Linked DNA regions of Mus musculus: all the other regions are linked to region 3. Evidence: chromatin contacts called from public HiChIP or PLAC-seq and promoter capture Hi-C data. All regions are on one chromosome and are shown on one strand. Each heading gives the region's core, a stretch centred on a gene start, on an enhancer-like site or on the middle of the called end of the contact. The rest is flanking DNA. Distances are from core to core; before and after follow the strand shown.

Region 1 (4,915 bases), core at 1,378-3,877, 350 kb after region 3:
TCAGTGTATATGTCACTAGCTGTCAATACACACTGCTCCAAAACTTAGTGTCATATCCACTGTTGATCTCCTGCCGGACAGAAAACCCAAGTACACAGACCACCAGAGTCCAATGTGGTGAACCAATAGAGCTTTACTAGGCTTATGTTCAGGAATATGGGTGAGGGTTTTTCACGGGAGTGGAAATGACTCAGACAGATAGAGAACCAAGGCTGTCACAGTGAGAGGATTCCCAACCACGGGGCTCTCCTCCAGCTCCCTAGTTTGTTTTTGTCTTTGAGGCAGGGTCTATGTAGCCCTGGTTGGTCTGGAACTTGCCACGTAGAGCAGGCTGTTCTTAAACACATACGTACAGATCTACCTGCCTCTGTGCTAGGACTAAAGGCCTGTGCCATCACACCTGGCCCACTTTGGGTTTTGGAGACAGGGTCCAGTGTGAGCCAGCATCGCTTCCCACACCTTATGTAGCCAAGGATAGCCTTGCACTTGTGATCTCCCACCTCTCCCTCCCTAAGCTGGCCTGTCCTAAGCAAGCTAAATGTGTGCATACTCTATGTGGAGTGGATCCACTCCGAACTGTACACCCTAAATACATGTGCAAGGTCATGTGGATGACTACGTAAGCCAACACATAGAGGTAACTGGGATACGGGCACCCAAGGAATGTGCAAGAGGAGCCAAGAACAGGAGCATACTCGATAGGCCCCGCCCTCAAGAGATGAGGCTGTAGGATCAGGAGTTCAAGGACAGCCTCAGCTAAGGATCTAGTTTGAGGCTGGCCTGACTTAGAGAGCCTGCCTGGATAAAAAATGCAGCAGATAAAAAGACCTGCACTAGGAAACATGGCTGAATCTCATTGACAACGGTGAGTGGGCAAAGGAAGGCTCTGCTGGCCTTACTTATCTTAAAGGTCTCATTACTAATTTATCATTAGTGTGGAGGGCTGTGTGTTTCCACCCAAATGTGGAGGTCAGAAGACAACTTGCAGGAGTCAGTTCTTTCTACCACGAGGGTCCCGGGAATCAGTCAAATTACCGTGCCTGTTGCCAAGGGATCTTGCCAGCCCTGATGACAATAATGCTAGTTTATAAACAGAAAATCTACATTTTTCAGGTCTTTGAATCTGCACCTGTCTCTGAAGTAAGTATCCCATCCAAGGGAGACCCAGGACCAGGGAGGTTGTCACATCCCAAAGTTAAGGACTGGCTTCCAGCACTTGAATCTTTCTTCTCTGGGCTGAGCTTAGAAGCCTGGGCAAGCCATGGGGTGACCTTCATCTCTCCACAGGGTAAGAAACTCACTGACCACTCTGTCCTAGGGCTCAGTTTGCCCAACTCTAGGCTGGCTCGAAGGCAGCAATGCTGTCCCAAGCCTAGGGCATCTGGCTGCAACCAGCACTGTGCAGGAAAATATCGCTTAAGTAATGGCAGATGTGGGGCATCGGCCTCTGCTTCTTTCTGGGTTTCAAGGGCCACAACAAGCCCACAACTGCCATTGGCTCCAAGACGGTGGCTAAAGAAGGCAGCAGTATCCAGAAGCAATGCAGCCAAGTAGGCGGCTTCCTGGGCACTGGGATCCTCTGCGAGATATTCTTCCAGGCCGTCCAGGAGTAGAAGGGATGGGGTCGGTGCTGGGGCCTCATGGGCAGAGGCCAGCAGCTGGAGAAGCTCTTGAATTGAGGATGGGTACTGGAAACGAACCTTCTAGAAGATAGGAAAAGGCTAGACTTAATATAGGAGGTCAAAACTCCCTATTATGGCTACCTCACTTCTATACTTTCCGGTCTAGGCTCTCATGGTCCATATATAAAGTTCCAGGATGAAGCACCAGCTCAAATACTTCACCCTTGTCACCTGCCCTTCTCCAGCAGTTGTCACTGCTCAAGATTATTTAAGGAAAAAACATTTTTTTTCTTTAATACAGGGCCTCATGTGACCCAGGATGATCGCAAACGCGTTTTGTAGCCAAGGATGGCCTGACACTTCTGAGAACTGAATCCCAGGCATATATTATCAAGTCTGGTTAAAGGGATAGAAAGAACCCAGGGCTTCGCGCATGTTAGGTAAATTCTCTGTTCAGTTAATCCCAGTCCGTATTTTTTTGTTGTTGTTTTTGGTGGTTTGTTTTGGTTTGTCACCCATGCTCACCAATGCCGCCCGACCACAGGACGGTCTTTCACTTCATCTTAACTAAACCCGCACTGTCCCGTCCCACGACCCTACTCCGCCTCTTCCACCCACCACTTCCACAGACGCTTTATGACGATTTAGTTGTGAATCTACGATTCACGCTGCCATTTGCCTATCGAACTGTCACTCAGGCGCGAACTAGCCCGCCATTGGGTAACGCATTGCCAGGTCCAGCCCTCCGTTTACCTGGAGCCGCCAATGCTCTCGCGCTGTGGGTGTACTGAGCGGCAGGCTCTGAAGGGGCCTTCGCGTCACGAAGAGGACGGACCCGCGGCCTTCCCCTGCCGCCTCAAGGGCGGCTGCAAACAGCAGCGACGTCTGCGCAGAGCGCGGAGCGCCGAGCAACAGCAATGGCGGCCCGGCAGCGCCATCCTCTCCTGGCCTTGCCGCGCAGCCGGCATTCAGCACCCGCCTCAGCGCCTCCGCCATTTGCTGAGTGCCGCTGACCAATCAAAAGCGATATCTCATCTTGGGCCCGCCCACACAGAGGCCTCATTGGCTATAGTTCACAGACTAAGTTCGTCGCTGGAGCTGTCAGCCAATGATCAAAACACGGAGCGTGGAGGAAGTGGGTACTTTGAGGGAATTGCTGCAAGAAGCCGTGTGATCGATTAAAAGGAAAGGAAGGTCGAGGGTCCAAACGTGCTCCAAAGAGACGCCCAGGCTCTAGGTCGGAGCTGTAGAGAATGGCTCAGTCGTTACGAGCACTGGCTGCTCCTCCAAAAGACCCGGGTTCAGTTCCCACCATCTACTAGGTGATTCACAGCCATGCACAAGTACAGTGTGAGGGAATCCGACGCCCTCTTCTGGACTCCGCGGACACGTGGCACCCATATATTTATGGCCCCGCGCTTATACACACACTCATGTAAAAATAAATCTAAACATTAAAAAAAGTAGAAGCCGGTCGGTGGTGTCGCGCACCTTTAATTCCAGTACTTGAGTGGCAGAGGCAGGTGAATCTCTTAAGATCAAGGCCAGTCTAGAGAAACCGTCTCAAAAAAAAAAAAAAAAAAAAGTAGGTTCCCTTAGATATATATTGAGGTTTGCAACCAGCCTGAGTTACATGAGCACCTATCTTTAAAAATAATAATAATGATGATGATAACCAGACTTTTAGCTTGCCCACCTGCAAAATGAATATTGTGATTCCATGTGATCATTGTAATGCGTTGGTGTGAACAATTGCTGATGTCACCGAAGCAAAGTTCACAGAGACCTGTTTGCTTGTCTCTGCATAGTTGAATATGGGGAATTTTATTTTTTGGTAGGGTCCCAGACATTTTAGCCTGTGCCACTATGATAAGTTAATACAAGGCTGGGGGTGAAATTCGGGGTTTTGTCCATGCTGAGCAGGCACTCTGCCCTCCATGGGGGGAGGGGTGATTACATTTATTTAGTTGGTGTGAGTGTGTATATACTCCCATTGACACAGAGTGCATGCACTCTGAGGACAACTTCTGGGATGGGATGCAGTTCTTTCTACCCCACCATGTGTGTCCCCTGGATGACAGATTTTTAAAAAAAGATTTATTTATTTATTTTATGTATATGAGTGCTCTGTCTTCATGTACACCTACATGACAGAAGAGATCATCAGATTCCATTGTAGATGGTTGTGAGCCACCATGTGGTTGCTGGGAATTGAACTCAGGACCTCTGGAAGAGCAGTCAGTGTTTTTTAACCGCTGAGCCATCTCGCCAGCCCCTGGATGACAGATCTTCAGGGCTGGTGGCAAGAGTCCTCTAAGCCATCTCACTGGCCCCGATTTCTGGGATTTTTTAAAAATCTTTTTTTGTGTGGGCGTGTGCAGGATTACCTGTGCCACCTAGCGTGTGGAGGTCAGTCCTTACCTTCTAGCTCATTTGCACAGTGTGTCTTGTTCACTGCTGTGTATGTCAGACTGGATGACCGTCACAGCCCCACCACGAGACCGATCCTGTGTCCAGTGTTTAAATGGGTCGACTCTCAGGCTCGTGCCTGTACATCCTGCACTGTACATACTGAGACCTCTCCCAGGTTCCCTGTATGAGGGCCCTTTAAGAGGCCTGTCATCTAACTTTCTTTTTGGCCTGGGACCTTCTTAATGCCTGCTTGTATTAAGAGGAGAGAGAAAATTGTGTGTGTGTAGAAAGAGAGAGAGAGAGAGAGAGAGAGAGAGAGAGAGAGAGAGAGAGAGAAGAGAGAATGAGGGCTTCATTCACAAGAGTCTATGACCACACTGGAAAAGTGCAATTCTTGTCAAGTCACTGAATGAAAGAGGAAGAACTGAGGGAACCAAGGTGAGTGGTGGGTGATCCTGATTTCTCAGCCAGTCTCTTCACCCAAACTTGGCTCGTGAGCTGTCACTCAAGCCTGTTTCCCTGGAAACCTTGTCTCCTAGTAACTTCAAAGTGGTACGGTTGCCTGGAGACCCAGGAACAGGGCGGAACTGTGATTTCCTGAGCTTACTCTTTCCCTCTGGGGACAGAAAACAGCTTCACAACATCCCCCAGTACACCCACACACACAGCTGGGCACCCTCACCCTGAGCACACACACACACACACCCTGCACACACACATGCACACCCCAGAACACACATACCATGCACATACACACACCCTGCATGCACACACATGCACACACATGCTATGGCATTCAGAGTTCTATTGCCCCCACACACATAAACAGCTGAACCCTGACACAAAGCATTCCATACAATATTCCCACTTTATACTCCACA
Region 2 (5,451 bases), core at 2,450-4,949, 370 kb after region 3:
GACCACGATGCCTAGCAACACAGACTGCAGCCAGTCAGGGGCCGGAGAGAAGCAAAAAGAGATAGGAAGAGGTCAGAGGCTGTGAGGTCAAAGACAGAGACAAGGAAACGGAGAGAGATGGAGGGAGAGAGAAAGTGGAAGATGGATATTGAAACCACAGCAGAGGAGAGAAGGAAGGAGTTCATACATGCTAGGCTTCAACTGTAGCAGTGGTGCCGTTATCTTGTTTCTAATGAGTTTTTGTTTTGTTTTTGAGACAAGGTTTCCTGTAGTCCAGGATAGCTTAAAATTCACTATGGAATTGGACCTGCCTCCTGATCCTCCTGCTTCCACCTCCCTAGTGCTGGGGTTATAGCTGTAGGTCAGTGCACCTTGTTTATTCAGTGCTGGAGATAGAACCCAGGGCTTCATGGGCTAGGCAAATCTCTGGTCACTGACCCACATTCTCAACCCCATGTTTTATTTACCTATTTATTTGCTTATTATTTTTACACAATCTCATTATGTATCTCAGGCTGGCCTGAGATAAACTTTTTTGTTTTATTTGGAACAAGGTTTCCCTGGCTGGCCTGGAACTCACTATGTAGACCAGGCTGGCCTTGAGTTCACCAGAATATACATGCCTTTGCCTCCCAAGTGCTGTGATTAAAGGTGCGTGTGGCTAGTTTGCTTTGAGACAGGCTCTCATCCACAGTCCTAGCTGGCCTGACCATGTATATGGACTGGCCTTGAATTTGCAGACATTCTCTGGCCTCTGCCTCCTTCTCTTGAATGTCAGGATTACAAGTATGCATTACAATGGCTGTGCCTTGCATTCTTTTCTCTCTCTTTCTGTCTATATATATATATATATATATATATATATATATATATATATATATATATATATACACACATTTTTTTGAGACAGTCTCATGTAGGCCAGGCTGGCCCTGACTTCCCTAAAATCTTTCTCCTTCAGCTGAGGTTACACATATGTGCCACCATGCCCTGTTAATTATGCACATTTTAGAGATGAAGAAATTGAGGCTCAGGCATGCAAAGTCCCGAAGTGTGATGGGTTAGGGGAAAATAGGGCCAGAATCCAGAGAGGAATGCTTCTGGTTCCAGTCCTGCCACCACGCCTCAAGAGAGAGGGGGCAGCAGCAGAGGTGCTGAGGTAATGGGGTGTAAGAGGTCAGAGCCAGAGGTAGGACTGGCTGGAGCCAGAAAGGTGGGGAGATGAGTGTGGGGCAGGAGCAGGGAGATAGGCTGGACAGGGACTGAGGGGCAGAGGGACAGAGGGACAGAGGGACAGAGTCCTTTCTCAGAGTGGCTCTGAGGTTCTCACCTCCACAAAGACGAAGCAAGGGATGATAGAGAAACTCCGCTTCAGGTGAGGTCTCCCTCCAGCCATGGCGAAGCTGGGGCCTGTGGAGGGAGAGGCGGGGGAACTTGGGGGCGCATCACTGAGACAGTGAGCCTTCATGGAGTTCTGGGTCTGCTCTTTATCCTGGCTGTACTCTGCGTTCAGCTCCCACCTTGCTGGCCCCTGCTCCTGCTCACTGGAGATTCCTGCCTCTTCTAGTAGGCTTTGAGGCCTACTAGAGAGCTAAGGCTTTTTCTTCTTTCTTCTTTCTTTCTTTCTTTCTTAGTTACATTTATTATTTGTTGAGTCTGTGCATGTGTGTCACACAGTTCATGTGGAGGTCAGACAGCAACCTGCAGAGGTTGGTTCTCTCAAAAGATTCTATAGTGACATCTTCAATTAAAGAAATTCTACAGACCCCATGCCTTTTATGGGAACCTCTAACCAGCCTTTAGAGAAGGGTGCCTCTCTCCTTGGTACACACCTTTGTCATATTTTAGGGAACTTCATCTTCTTTGCCCAGGAAATCCCAGGCCTCTTGCCCTCTCCCTTCTCCAAGTTTCTTCCACCATGGCCTCCACATCTCCCTCCCCTGTCCCCATGGGCTGTGGGATCTGGTGTGGGCTGATAGCCAGACACTCCCTCTCTCCCAGCTGCCTCGAACACCCCCCATCCTCCCAGGCCAGCTGCCTCTCCAGTCTCCTCTTACCAACCCCCCTACATCTAACTTCAATTCCCAAGGCATCAGTAGCCAATACAGTCAAGCCAGCTTATACCTACTGACACCTGGTCTCACCTGTGAAAGAGCCCTAGGGCTTCTTCCAGGCATCCACCTCCACTGCCACCAACTCACAGCCACTCCGTGAGGCCAGCAAGGCAAGAACATTCATCTCCATTGCACGGATGTGGAAACTGAGGCCCAGGCAGATGAAGGTGGGTACTGTGCATCCAGGGCTCCATTGAGGCCTACTCCACAGAATGACATATTGGAGAGAGGGTCACCAGATTCCAGGTGTGCAGAGTCACCCATATGGGCACTCCCACATAAGATATAACCCAGGCGTGGCCTCCATCCCAAACACTACACACAGGGACATCTCAGAACATGACATCCACCCATTCCACAGCAAGAGCCAAGCACACTGTGTGGGGTGCCTGTCTCATGCTGAGCAAACCAGATTTGCTCATTCACACAAATCCCCAGCACCCCTAAACACACACACACACACACACACACACACACACACACACACACACACAGTTTGCATATGGCCTGTCATAGACACCCACACGGATGGAACATACCCCCTCAAAGACACAGTCAGAGAGACACACAGAAAGACAGCCCAGCCCCCCACAAATCCCTGTCCTGATACAGTCACCACCATAGATAGACTCAAGGTTGCTAACCACTTAGAATCACAGCAGAGTCACTCCACACAATAAGAGTCACAGAATGGGTCACAGAGTCACACCCCCAGTTACAAGGCGCTCAATGACAATCACACACATGAACACCCTCTCCACAGTCATAGCAGAGACAGTGTGCCACCCACAGTCTCAGCCACATGGTCAGGTAGGGATATATGGGATATATGCGACAGGGACTTGCAGCACACACAAAAGGCAGGTAAGAGCAGACACCTGCCGGATTGCAAAACAGACACACAACATCAGAAGGAATACAACAGTAACTACAAAATGACAGATCACACAACTAGACACCACACCAACACACACACACCAGTGTATATTCTCTCTCTCCTCTCTCTCTCTCTCTCTCTCTCTCTCTCTCTCTCTCACACACACACACACACACACACACACACACACACACACACAATCAGTGGACACACCCGAACCCATCACAGCCAGACAGCCACACAACCAGTTACACAACCACACACCAACAAGGGGCAACTACACCATCATTCACCCACAGCCACCCTCGCAGCACTGTGGCCTGGCTCTTGAGGTCTCCCCCCGGGTGGGGGGGGTCCCCTTCTCCAGACTCCCCTCCCCCAACCCCATCTAAAGCCCTAGATCGCCGCCTCCCCTCCCCCTATCGCCCTCGCCCCCCCTCGCCGCAATGGACCCACAGGGAAAGGATCAGAAGGACCCATGTCCATGGTCTGGACCTGCGTGTCCAGGCTGGGCAGCTCCCCGGGCTAAAAAGAGGGGGCGCCCACGCTTCTCCCTCACCCTGTCTAGGCCGCCGCCGCCTGAACCCTCGCTCCCTCTACACGGTCCCGGCGCCGTAGAACAGTCAGATAGATCGCTGGTCAGGCAGGCGGACACCGAGATGAAGTCTGGACCGCCGGACTTGCCGCTCCGCGCAGACTCCGTGATCGAGGTGGGGGCGGGGCCACAGGATGCCTTATTTGCATAACCCAGTGGGGCGGGAGCACGATCACATTTGCATAACCCAGTGTGGAGTGGGCCCAAGCCTCTTGTTAGCCAGGCAGGCGGGGCCATTGGGCCCTTAATTTGCATAACACAGATGGGCGGGGAGTTGTGATCATGTCGGGGCGGGGCTATAAACGCTCATTTGCATGAATCAAAGAGGCGGTGCAGGACGTGAAGCAGAGATTAGAAGGGAAAAAGAGTGGAGATAGAGTAAGGACTAGCTAGGTAGAAAAGGCGAAGAGAGGAGCTCGGCCTCTTCAAAGAACACTCTCTGGTACGCCTCTCCGCATGGCATCCCAGATCCATTTTTGTGTTTGAGAAAGGGTCTCAGGCAGCTCAAGCTGGTCTCCAGTTTTCTTTGTAGCCAAGACTAGCCTTGAACATTGGATTTTCCTGCCTCCATCTCCTTGAGTGCTGGAACTTCAGACCTATTCCATCACATCTGGTTTGTGTGATAGGATTGGAACGCAAAGTTTCCTGCATGCTAGGCAAGCGGTGTCCTGATTTTGTGTTTTCTAAATTTTTAAAATTGCATTTATTTGCTGGGCAGTAGTGGCCACATGCCTTTAATCCCAGCACTCCGGGGGCAGAGGCAGATGAATCTCTATAAATTCCGTGCCAGTCTGGTCTACAGAGAGAGTTCCAGGACAGCCAGGGCTAGAGAAACCCTGTCTTTAAAAAAAATTTTTTTAATTACATTTATTTATCAAGGTGTGTGCCCGTGTGCATTTATAGATTGGAGGACAACTTGCATGAGTCAGTTCTCTACCTTTATGAGTGTCCCTGGGATCAAACTCAGGTCTTCAGATTTGGTGGCCAGTGCCTTTGCCCAGTGAGCCATTTGTTTGGCTCATTTCTTTGTTTTTGAGACAAGGTCGCCTGTGGCTCAGGCTGGTTTCATACTTGCTGTATTAACTTTAAAGTGATATGCTTACTTCCACCTACCTCCTTGGATCACACGCCCAACTAATTACACCCTAAGTCTTGTCTCACTGTCATGCCAGTCTCTGCATCCTTTGAGATAACAGAGTTATCTGGCATGGGGAGGACCCCAGACTCTTGAACCAGCAGGTGCAAAAGTCCAGGGTGGAGAAAGGTCTCAGCTAGTTTATTTTCTCTCTGGAGGGATCTTCAGGGCAAGCAGTCCCAGCTGCTCAAGCTACAGGGAGAGAAGGTAGGTCGTGGTCTGGTTTGAACCAGGAGAACTCAGGGTTGCCAACCAGGGACCAAATGCCCAGATAGAGTGCCAGCCTCGAGGCCTACACTGTGGGAATCACAAGTGGGCCAGATGGTAAGGGATGGAGAGGGGCTGAGTAGGGTCTGTACCGGGAGGGTAGGATCCACTCTTGCTGAAAGGTCTCTCCCAGTCTGAATCGGAGTCCCAGGAGGGGCACTGAGAGCTCTTGCACTGGTGTCCTTTCTGGCCTGTGGGAGAGACGTGCCATCCTGGCCCTCAGGTCCTCAATATGACTCACTAGCAACTTTGGAATACGGAAACCACATCCCTTGAGGTGAAACCATACTCACTTATGATCCAGACACCCACATCCCTTGGGTGACTGAAAGTAATACCAAATTATATCAGTGACCCTTTAAATGTTCCCTTAAAAACATGCCATAGGGGGGCTGAAGATGGCTCAGTGATTAAGAGCACTGACTGCTCTTCTAAAAATCCAGAGTTCAATTCCCAGCAACCA
Region 3 (5,427 bases), core at 1,007-3,506:
TACCAGTGAAAACTCACAAGGCGAAACTCCCTGCTTCTCAAGATTGTTCTCAGGATTTTAATCTAACTTTTGTGGTCAGCCAGGTCTTGGAACAGGGTCAATGAACCAGTTGGTGTAAGCATCTGTTCTGTGGTTAGTCAAGTTCCTGGAACAGAGTCATTGAACTGGCTAACTTACATTCTTGGCTCTACTCTGTTTGCTAGGGGGTCAGGATTTTTTCCTGGTCTTTCAATTACAGCATCTCAGTTCTGTGTGGTAGAAAACAATACTGCATAGATTAAAAAAAAAAAACCAACAACAAAACTTAAAACAAATTCAGGGCACACCCCTGCGTTTGCCTATATTGCTTCAAGGCAAAATCCCATCCCCAATAAACATCATCTGTAGTAATGCCATTTGCATTCATAAAAACAAGTTTCAAATCCAATTTTGTCAGTGTTGGAAAGCATACAATGTCTACAAATAGTCAGGAATGGAAGCAATCTGTATCCATGTGGGATTAATTCATATGTTTCAATTTTTCCCACCATGAGAAATGAAAACATATCATGGCTTTTTGAATGGTTGTTTTTATAATCCATTTCATTACTTTTGATTTCTTTATGTGAATATTACAACATTTTTATTTAGATTTCTGAGGACATATCTAATATGAAAGCTGGGGACAGGCCATCAGGGGAAGGAGGAGAACCTCACTTTAAGACATTTTATAATTTGTCCCCCACTTTATTTGTATCAGACACTGGGGTTTTAGGGGATTGCTGCCCATTTCAAAGCACAGCCTTTCGCCTCAAAAGAGCAAAGTTGGAAAGAATGTGCATGGAATTTATAAAGCTGGTCGAATACTTCCCATTTGTGTAAGATATACCTAAAAATAACTCATAAGATGATATAACCAAGGGATCAGGAACTAGACACATCTCTGACAGGCAGACAGACAGAAAAGGGGACCTTAAAGAACAAAAATGGCAAATTTCTGGCTTTTTCCTCACCCCATCCCCCACTCCCCCCACCTCTACTCTGGCTGCAATGACCCATTTCTGGATGCTCAAGGCCAGACAGGGATTTGTTTACCTATAGCTATGGGCCTATCAGATACTCTTCTTTGTAACTGACCAATCCTAAACTAGGGAAAGGGGGACTCATGGTTAGCCTCCAAAATATTTCAAAACCCAAGGGGAAAAAGTGTTGTCCTTTTTCTGCTTCGGTCTGGATGTGCCTGGCTATGTTTGTGTGCTTTGTTTGTTTGTTTTTTAGAGACAGGATCTCTCTGTGTATCCCTGGTTCTTGGAACACTCTATAGGCCAAGCTGGCCTCGAACTGAGAAATCTGCCTGCCTCTGCCTCCTGAGTGATAGGATTAAAGACATGCGCCGCCACCACCCGGCGGTGCTTTTTAACTTTTATTAAAATTTGATACCTGTTGCTGCTACCTACTGTGTCTGAGGTTTTTATTTATTTATTTATTTATTTATTTTTTTTTTTTTAAAAGATTTATTTATTATATGTAAGTACACTGTAGCTGTCTTCAGACACTCCAGAAGAGGGAGTCAGATCTCGTTACGGATGGTTGTGAGCCACCATGTGGTTGCTGGGATTTGAACTCTGGACCTTCGGAAGAGCAGTCGGGTGCTCTTACCCACTGAGCCATCTCACCAGCCCTATTTTTTATTTTTTGTTTGTTGGTTTGGTTTGGTTTTTTGAGACAGGGTTTCTCTGTGTAGCCCTGGCTGTCCTGGAACTCACTCTGTAGACCAGGCTGGCCTCGAACTCAGAAATCCACCTGCCTCTGCCTCCCAAGTGCTGGGATTAAAGGCGTGCGCCACCACTGTCGGGCCAGATTATTTTCCTGTTGCTACCTGCGGTGCTGGTCCTGTCTCACTTCTTTAATTGGCAAAGGAGATTGAACTCGATCCAGACCCTAGGACGATATCTCCGCCCTTTGTACAAGGCTAAATGCAAGCGTTCAGGTGGCGGTGGGCTCTTGCACAGGATGCCATACCTCAGGATACCTGCGGAGCGAGAAGTTGTCATTTTTAAACGGTGGGAATAAAGTTGGCTTGCTTTATGCACTCATGGATTGGTGCCAGCTTCTGTCAGTCAGGTCTGAGCCGGATGAGAACTGAAACCCTGTCCAATCGAAGGCGCCGGGGTGAGAAACGCGCAATCGGGCGCATAGACAAAGGGAAGGGGGCGGGCTTTGGCGGTCCGGCCTTTGTCTCTGACGTGACAGCATACCACCATCTTGGGATCTGGAGCCGGTGTCCCAGGTTCGGGGGACTCTGTCGGTACCGGCACGGGTCTGCGCCGCGCAGCGAGGACGCGGGGTGTCTCGACTCCGCCATGGTGAGCGCGGCGTCCCCGCGGAGCCGGCGGCTGCAGAGTCCGAAGCCCGAGCCCTCCGCACCCCAGCTGTGGGGTGGGGGCTGGGCCCCCCGAGTGTCCTGTCGCGTCCCTGGTCCTCGCGTGGGGACTCGAGTCCCGCCGCTGTGCTCTCCCTGGCTGGGATACTGGAGCGCAGGTCACGGTCCTTGGACCGAAGTCCCCCGCGGGGTTTGGGGCTTGCGGCACATTCTTGCAACCAGCTGTTCTGAAAGGACTTGTGTCAGCTGGACAGTGCCAGCAACCGACCCCCCAGGTTACCTGGCCCCAGTGAAGGGTTGCCCCAGGATTTTCCTGGCCCCGCGACTCTGCACGACCCAGCCCCATCACCTTCAGCCCTGTATGCCCCTTGCTCTGTGGCTTGTTTCTGAATTTCAGGATCGCACTGAAGGGTGTTCTTAACTGTACTGATTTTAGTATTTAGTTTTTAACTGTACTGATTTTAGACGCTAGTCCCTTGATTTCTCACCTTTTCCCCTCAGGGCATGTATTTTCTTGGGTCCCGTTCTCTAGGGCATGGGTTGGAATCTGAGTACCTACCTATTCTCTGAATACCTTACGTTCTCTGTGATGGAGCCTAGGAAATGCATACTAGGGAAGTGGCTCTGTCGCCAGCCCAGCCCCCACAGAACAGGAATGTCAATGCCTTGGGCTGAGAATCTAGGTGTCCAGGTTTCTTCCCAGAGGCAAAAAAAGAATTGAAGACCTAGGGACCGAGAAAGTAGAGAAAGGTAAACCCCTCACCTCTGCAGAGGTGACAACAAGCATCTCTTGAAGCAGAAAGCCGCCTGGCAGGCGGAGGGGAGGGATGGATCTCCCTGAGCACATGAACCAGCACTCTGCTTCCCTGGCCGTCTTTCTTTCCCCACCTCTGTTTGCATTTCTCTGTTGGCTGTTCTATGAAGCCTAGAGCCAATAGCTCTCCTTGCTGCGACTCTCAACCCTAAGTAGAGATGGGATAGAGGCTCTCTGGACACTTTACTGAATGGTAAGTTGAGGCCAGGGAATGGTTCTAAGTATGAATGACTTCCTCAGTGCCTGTCACTGGTCAGCCAGGGTAGTCATAGAACTCAGAAGTTGGTGTCTACTAGACTCAAGGAGACTCCCAAAGGGATGGGAGAGACAGTGTTTGCCAATACCCCTATAGTCTCAGAGGATGAATGAAGAACTGAGGAGTCTGTAGGAGGGATGTAGGCCTGAGAAAGGGTGTGATGGAGGAAGGCAGGGTGTGATGGAGGAAATAAGGGCCTGAGGGAGGAGGTGAGGGCCTGAGGGTGGAAACCAGGACCTGAGAGAGGAGGTGACAATCTGAGGGAGGAGGCCAGAGCCTGAGGGAGGAGGCCAGGGCCTGAGGGAGGAAGTAAGGGTCTGAGGGAGAGGATGCCTCAATCTGAGAAAGAGTTGATGGAAAGGGATTTGAGGATGGGACAACTGAAAAGAGATCTGATCCTGAAGATCAGCTCTGAGGGAGGACTCAGGTTTGAGGAGATGTGAAGAGTGAAGGCAAAGACAGACCGGATAGAAAGGAGAAACCTTAAGGCAAATGGGAAGAGAAAGGAAGCCCCCCCCCCCCCTCTGCAGGACCCCTTCCTCTGGAGTCTGACGAAGTCTTGTCAGCTGAAGCTCAACTAGAATAAAGCTGTAAAGTTGCCAATGCAGTCTTACTTCTGTATTACAACACCTCCATTAAAAATCAGGTAACCAGCCGGGCGTGGTGGCGCACGCCTTTAATCCCAGCACTTGGGAGGCAGAGGCAGGCGGATTTCTGAGTTCGAGGCCAGCCTGGTCTACAGAGTGAGTTCCAGGACAGCCAGGACTGCACAGAGAAACCCTGTCTCAAAAAAAAAAAAAAAAAAAAAAAAAAAAAAAAAAAAAAAAAAAAAAATCAGGTAACCTTGATTGTTTTGCAGATGTAGACTCGAGTTTTCCTGGGAAATCCTCATGACATACTACTTCCAGAAGGCCCAAGGGAGGAACTCTATTCCCTGGAAGCTGGAAATGGTGAGTTTGTGGTCTGGCTCCCACATCCAGGGGAGGGAAATCTATAGCCTGCATACTTGGGCTAGTCTAGGTCCCTGCTGTCTGTGCAATGTGATTATGGGGTGCACTCCCCCCATCATCTCCTGAGAGGTTTGCAGAGCATTCAGTGAGTGGTTACCTGATCATGTCATGCCGTCTCTGTAGTGAGAAGGAACATAGAGCTTAGCTGGCTACCTCACTGCAGCCAGGAACTCTGTGTTTGTGGGGTGCGTATGTGTGAAAACTGGTTACCTCACTGCAGCCAGCAAGCAGGAAGGGGTGGGGTGGTGAGGACACTCCAGTAGCCCTTCTAGGACATGTCCCTGATGACCTTATTTTCTGATACTGGGCTCTGTCCAAAGGCAGTTGAATAGATTATTGACCAAGACTGTTGCCCCTGGAGTTTGGAGTGTCATTCAGTTCCAGTATAACCCTGAGTGTGCATGCTTTTGTTGCGGGGTTGCTCATTCTGTCCCACTGGTGGCCGTGACCCTTACTGTGCTGTCTCCCTGCAGAGTCGGTCACTGTGATCCTGTAGTTTGATGCCAGTTCTTACAAGGATGTTTTGCTGGTGGTGGTAGTTTTTGAGACAGGCCTCACTCTGTGGCCCTAGGTAGCTTGGAGCTTGTTCTGTGGGACAGGTTGGGCTTAAATTCACAGAGATCCAGCTGAGTGCTAGGATTAAAGGCAGGCATCACCGTGTCTAGCCTAAGTGTGCTCTTCACAATCAAATTATGTTGACAGTTTGGGGCTTTTAGTGTATATGTTGAGGACACTGTGTAGGACAACATTTTTGTGATGATCTTTTGTATTAAGATGAGTATTGAATCTTTAAATCTCTGAGCAATACGGATATCTAGATTTAATTTCTTACCCTCTGTGAGCATGAACTACCTTTCCCTCCCCGTACCCTTCCCACACCCCCTAGTGTGTGTGTGTGTGTGTGTGTGTGTCCTGAGATAAGGTGTCACTGTGTATCCAGGATATCCTTGAAGACACTGTATAGTCTAAGCTGCCTTCAGAGGAG
Region 4 (4,822 bases), core at 215-2,714, 320 kb after region 3:
AGAGGACTACGCTTACAATCTGCTGGTAGTTGTCCAGGAAAAGCTGCTGAAACTGCAGGACCAACTGGAGAGCCAGGACGTGCCTGAGTTGCTGCGACACATAGCAGACCGAGAGGTTCACACACATCCTCCGCGGCCAGTGGGGACCAAGGCAGGGGGTGGGGGTGGGGGTGGGGGAGGGAGGGTCGAAAATCAGAGAGCAGACTGACATAGGAAACAGGTGCTGAATGGGCGTGAGCTTCATAACCAGAGTAGCGAAGCCTGGACTGGGTGGATCTCAGGTGGCAGGGCCTCCGAAACCAGGCAGCGAAGGGTGGGCAGTGATCTCCACCTAGAATCCGGTAGAAACTCAATGTAAGGTGCACGGAGGTGGAACAGAGCCTCACTGCCATCCCACATCTCTCTCCGGCCTCCCCCTACCCCCCCCCCCCGCAGTTCCTGGCCACGCTAGAAGGAAAGCTGCCCCTATACAACACCCGCATCCTTCTGCCCGTCGCCAGTGTCAAGGACAAGTTCTTTGGTCAGTGTGGGCCAAAGGGGGATGAATGGGAGGGGCGCGAGGTGGCCTTAAGTCAAGGCCAAGGAGGAGGTGCATGGTGTGGCGAAGGCTGGGAAGGGAAAAAGAAACGGTCCCTCACCCTCCCCATCACCCACCCCTGCCTCTCTCTGTAGATGAAGAGGAGAGTGAGGATGATGACCGTGATGTGGTGACCCGCGCTGCCTTCAAGCTCCGTTCCCAGAAGTTAATCGAAGCCCGCAGCAAGAAGCGCAATAGGTTGCGCAGATCTTAGACTCGCAGTCAAGTCCTATCGGATGCCTCCGGGACTCTAGGGAGCCCTCCGACCCTCTGGGTCCACCTACGGGTGGTGTGTGTCTGGGAGCCCCGGAGGCTCCTTCAAGGGCTTGGAGGAAGCTCAAGCAGGGAGCACCGCAGGCCAGCAGCGCCCGGAGGAGAGAAAAGGCCGAGCCAGAAGTTCCCACAGTAAATCTCTCGAGGCGGGTTGGTGCCCGCCTCGGAATCGCGCAATAAAGGTCACTGAACAACCCCCTGGGTATTCACCTCTTTTTGACCCTGCACCGCCCCCAAAAGGCTGCCCCCACAAAATGCAGGGCCACAGACACTTCGCGGCTTCTAGCCTGAGATGGCATGGCTTCCATCACCTATGGTACAGATTCAGTGTGCCCTCCTTCTCCTCCAGACATAGGAGACACCCTCGACACCTGGGATTGATCAACCCCAACCTAGTATAAAGCACTTCCCTCCCAGGGACACAGACCTGTTGTCGTGTCCCCTGCACCCATATGTCTGAGTGACAGATTGACCCGCACTTCTGGGAAGGAACGGGACTTCTAGGCTAGCCTGGGTGCGGGGATGGGGTCCGGCTGGGGACCTCTGGAATTGTGGGACCGCCTTGCCCAGCCCCGCCCCACGACTGGACGCTCGGCTGCCCCGCCCCACTGCCCGCTGGCCCTTCCGCTTCACTCAGCGGCGCCAGGGAGCAGGACGGGCACCGGGGCCATGGAGAGGACAGCGGGCAAAGAGCTGGCCCTGGTAAGAGGAAGCTGGGGATCCTCGGACCCCACGTCCCTAGTGTACCCCCAGATTCAGAAACTCCAGGCGACCGCCCCTCGTTTTCTAATCTTTCTGCAAAATGGATGTGCCTTGGAGTCCCCATTTGGGGATTCAGAGTTCCTGACCCCGTGAAGCGGCTAGTTTGGGGGATGGGGACGGGGGTCTGAGGAATCTCAGGAGGAGGTGACAGATTCTTTGTGACATTGGACTCTGGGATATCCCCAAATGATACTCCATCCACTCAAGACCTGGGAGAAGGGTATCCGTGGCGAAGACCTGGGATCCCACCCCGAGTCTTGAATACTCTGTTCGGGAAAGTGGGCCAAACATAAAGGCAGGGGGCTGAAGCCGGAGGGACTTCCCTGAGCCCGCCTCCACATCCAGGCGCCGCTGCAGGACTGGGGCGAGGAGACCGAGGATGGCGCCGTGTACAGCGTCTCCCTGCGGCGGCAGCGCAGCCAGCGCTCGACCCCAGAGAGGTCTGGAGAAGGCCAGGTGAGGAAGGGACTGAGGCGAGCAAGTGAGGGCGGACTCAGCTCAGGGGCCTGGGAGTTGGGAGGAGAGGGGGAAGCTGGAGAGCTGAGGGTGAGCCTCCCTAGAACTACGGGGCCAGGAGGAAGGGCGGAGCTAAGAGGCGACCAGGTGTGTGGAAAGGGCCTGGGGGCGGCCAGGTGACTTGGTTTGAATCCAGGAAACGGGGTGGGGCCAGGTGATAGCGCTCCCCCCAAAGGCGAAACTGACCGGCAGGGTGCAGGAAAGCAGAACGGAGGAGCGGCCAGGTGGTGATGGGTGGGACTCAGGCTTGGCCAGTGAAGCTTGGCTGCAAAACTGCCTGAAGCCTGGGGTGGCGGGGTGAGGAGGGCACAGAGGGAAGTGCTAGAGTAGTGGGGTGTCCTGCGGGGTTGATGTGAGCATTGCATGATTGGTGTATATTTAGGGAGTCTCGGAGTTTCAGAAAAGGACACAGTCACACCCCCCCAAAAAAAGTGCCAGAGATGGGTATAATTGGAAACAAGGTGCTTGGAACGCTCCTCACCTTATTTCATTCACTGCCCCACTCCCCCGCAGACCCCCATCCCGGCTACCGACACCTTCCTTCATTACCGAACCAGCAAGGTGCGGGCGCTGAGGGCCGCCCGACTGGAGCGGCTGGTGCATGAGTTGGTGTCCGGAGACCGCGAGCAGGATCCTGGCTTCGTGCCTGCCTTCCTGGCCACCCACCGGGCCTTTGTACCCACAGCCCGCGTTTTGGGTTTTCTGCTACCCCCGCCACCGCCGCCGCCACCACCTCCTGCTGGGTCAGTCATTTTCAGGAGACCCGCATGTCCCCATCCCCAGAACCCCATCTACCTGCGCACACACACATACACCTCAAATTTAGAACCGAGGTCCTAACGCCCTATAGCTCTGTTCCCATCTGATAGAGGCTTTCTTCCCAGGGTAGACAGCAAGAGGACAGAGGGACAAGATCTGAACTTCAGCAAGAACCTGAGGTCGGTTTCCATTCCCGTCCACACCCTCGACCCAAGGGAGCGTGGGGGAGGGATCTCAAGGTCGGGTCTGACGACTGCAAGGTTGGGAACGTTTAGATCCTTGGACTCAATTTTGAGCCACACACCCCTCTGTTCAGGGCTGTAGTTTCGGTGCTGGGTTCTTGGCTGCGAAATCATCCTCAGGACTTCCGGGATCCCCCTGATCATCAGAACCTAGGCAATGTCCGAATCTTTTTGGGCTGGGCAGCCCCAGGAGGGGCAGAAGCCAGGGAAGCAGAGAAACTTCTAGAAGATTTCTTGAAGGAGGCTAAGGGAGAGCAGACAGAGGAGGAAAAGCGACTGGCTTGGTCAGGTAAGGGACAGTCAATTCAGGTGACATTCTGAGAGAATACCACCTGCCCAGCTCCAAATGACAGACCCCGAATACATTTTATTTATTTATTTTGGTGCTTGGGAATAAACTCAGACTTTTGTGCAAACGTTATACCCCTGAGCCACACCCCCCAGCTCTTGGACAAAACTCTCTTCCCTCCCTCCCTCCCTCCCTCCCTCCCTCCCTCCCTCCCTCCCTCCCTCTCTCCCTCCCTTCCTCCCTTCCTCCCTCCCTCCCTCCTTCCTTCTCCTTCCTTCCTTCCTTCCTTCCTTCCTTCCTTCCTTCCTTCCTTCCTTCCTTCCTTCCTTCCTGTGGTCTATGCATGTGTTCATGTGTGTGGGTGTACATGCACATGTGTGCACATGAATGTGGAAGGCAGAGACAATACTAGGTGTCTTCCTCTATTGCTGTCTCTTAGGATTGGAGACAAGGTTTCTTCTTGAACCCGGAACTCACCCATTTGGCTAGACTGCCTGGCTATTGAGCCCCAAGGGCCTCTTGCCCAGGGTTTGGCTTGCAGTCAACTGTTCCTGGGTGCTGAGGATCTGAACTCAGGTCCTCACACTTTCATGGGCAAACATGTAACCACTGAGCTATTTCTCTAGCCGCGTGGGCAAGGCCTTTAATTTTAAACTAAATAACCTTGTTTTCTCCACCTGATCACACATTTAGCAGTTGCCTAGTGTCCTCCTGCATGCAGAGATCCTCTGTCCTCTGATTTGGGATGTCACTTAGTGGCTGAGTGCTTACCCAGCCTAGAACAGTAACCTGGGTTCAAATCCCAGGCCTACCGTTATGTGGCCTCTGTTAGGTCTCTTCCCCTCTCTGAGACCAGCTCCCTTAAGTGGGAGTGATCATGTACCTGCCTCGTGGAGTCTCCACTTAACAAATGTTGAACCACTAGCTCTGGCCTCGAAACAGTGGACTTGGGTTCCCACCCTCCTGGGAAGGACATCTAACAAAATCAGTAAGCAGTAAGGGCTGGCCAAATGTCTTGGTGTTTTGTTGAATTTGTATTTATTGTCATTGTGTGTGTGACCCAGGCATATGGATTCTTGCAAGCCACAGAAGGTATAATCCCTTGGAATCTGTTCTCTCCTACCTTTCTATGGGTTCTGTGGTTTAATGACTGGCCCATCTGACCAATCATATTATTAGTAAGTGGTTTTCTTTTCCAAGACAGGCCCTCATGTAGCCCAGGCTGGCCTCAATATGTAGCAAAGATAACCTTGAACTTCTGACCTTCCTGCCTTCATATCCCCAGTGCTGGGATTACAAGCACCACAGTACCTGGTATTAACTTTTGCTACTATTGTAGCTTTTGTTGTTCCTTTGTTTTTTAAAAGATTTGTTTATACTTCATGTGTTAGAGGGGCTTTCCTG

What was found. HiChIP or PLAC-seq counts read pairs in DNA pulled down with a chosen protein or histone mark. Capture Hi-C pulls out chosen DNA fragments and counts their contacts.
Region 1: a contact with region 3 is called in a promoter capture Hi-C map of liver. The contact joins the promoter of Swsap1 here to the promoter of Zfp810 in region 3. A contact is called at or near these places in 5 of 39 promoter capture datasets (the 3T3-L1 cell line, the C10 cell line, liver and 2 more), 3 of 484 Hi-C or Micro-C datasets (B cells, CD4 T cells and embryonic stem cells), 2 of 115 datasets of contacts at active chromatin or transcription factors (embryonic stem cells and large pre-B cells) and 3 of 9 other capture datasets (adipose tissue, liver and macrophages).
Region 2: an H3K4me3 HiChIP or PLAC-seq map of bone marrow-derived macrophages shows a contact between it and region 3, with 4 times the contacts expected there. The contact joins the promoter of Plppr2 here to the promoter of Zfp810 in region 3. A contact is called at or near these places in 2 of 39 promoter capture datasets (fetal liver and hematopoietic stem and progenitor cells), 1 of 484 Hi-C or Micro-C datasets (erythroblasts), 1 of 115 datasets of contacts at active chromatin or transcription factors (bone marrow-derived macrophages) and 1 of 9 other capture datasets (liver).
Region 4: a contact with region 3 is called in an H3K4me3 HiChIP or PLAC-seq map of bone marrow-derived macrophages, with 4 times the contacts expected there. The contact joins the promoter of Rgl3 here to the promoter of Zfp810 in region 3. A contact is called at or near these places in 1 of 484 Hi-C or Micro-C datasets (CD4 T cells) and 2 of 115 datasets of contacts at active chromatin or transcription factors (bone marrow-derived macrophages and microglia).

What each region holds. Positions count from the first base shown.
Region 1 is chr9:21,953,465-21,958,379 of GRCm38.p6, reverse strand. It overlaps Swsap1 (SWIM type zinc finger 7 associated protein 1), which reads right to left and starts at 2,627. Exons shown (of 2, transcript NM_025870.1): 1 at 2,376-2,627; 2 at 110-1,703. The coding sequence starts at 2,618. The coding sequence ends at 1,110. It overlaps Gm45914 (predicted gene, 45914), which reads left to right and starts at 2,374. Exons shown (of 1, transcript NR_132099.1): 1 at 2,374-3,096.
Region 2 is chr9:21,935,258-21,940,708 of GRCm38.p6, reverse strand. It overlaps Plppr2 (phospholipid phosphatase related 2), which reads right to left and starts at 3,699. Exons shown (of 10, transcript NM_001290299.1): 1 at 3,551-3,699; 2 at 2,145-2,314; 3 at 1,331-1,410; 4 at 1-24. The coding sequence starts at 1,396. It overlaps Ccdc159 (coiled-coil domain containing 159), which reads right to left. Exons shown (of 13, transcript NM_025977.3): 12 at 5,081-5,179; 13 at 4,837-4,913. The coding sequence ends at 4,909.
Region 3 is chr9:22,304,467-22,309,893 of GRCm38.p6, reverse strand. Zfp810 (zinc finger protein 810) reads left to right here and starts at 2,256. Exons shown (of 8, transcript NM_145612.2): 1 at 2,256-2,345; 2 at 4,292-4,382.
Region 4 is chr9:21,986,095-21,990,916 of GRCm38.p6, reverse strand. It overlaps Rgl3 (ral guanine nucleotide dissociation stimulator-like 3), which reads left to right and starts at 1,464. Exons shown (of 19, transcript NM_023622.4): 1 at 1,464-1,552; 2 at 1,958-2,068; 3 at 2,642-2,871; 4 at 3,013-3,066; 5 at 3,204-3,418. The coding sequence starts at 1,520. It overlaps Ccdc151 (coiled-coil domain containing 151), which reads left to right. Exons shown (of 13, transcript NM_029939.3): 11 at 1-115; 12 at 436-520; 13 at 673-1,046. The coding sequence ends at 791. Gm36414 (a long non-coding RNA gene) reads right to left here and starts at 1,421. Exons shown (of 2, transcript XR_379185.4): 1 at 1,278-1,421; 2 at 209-331.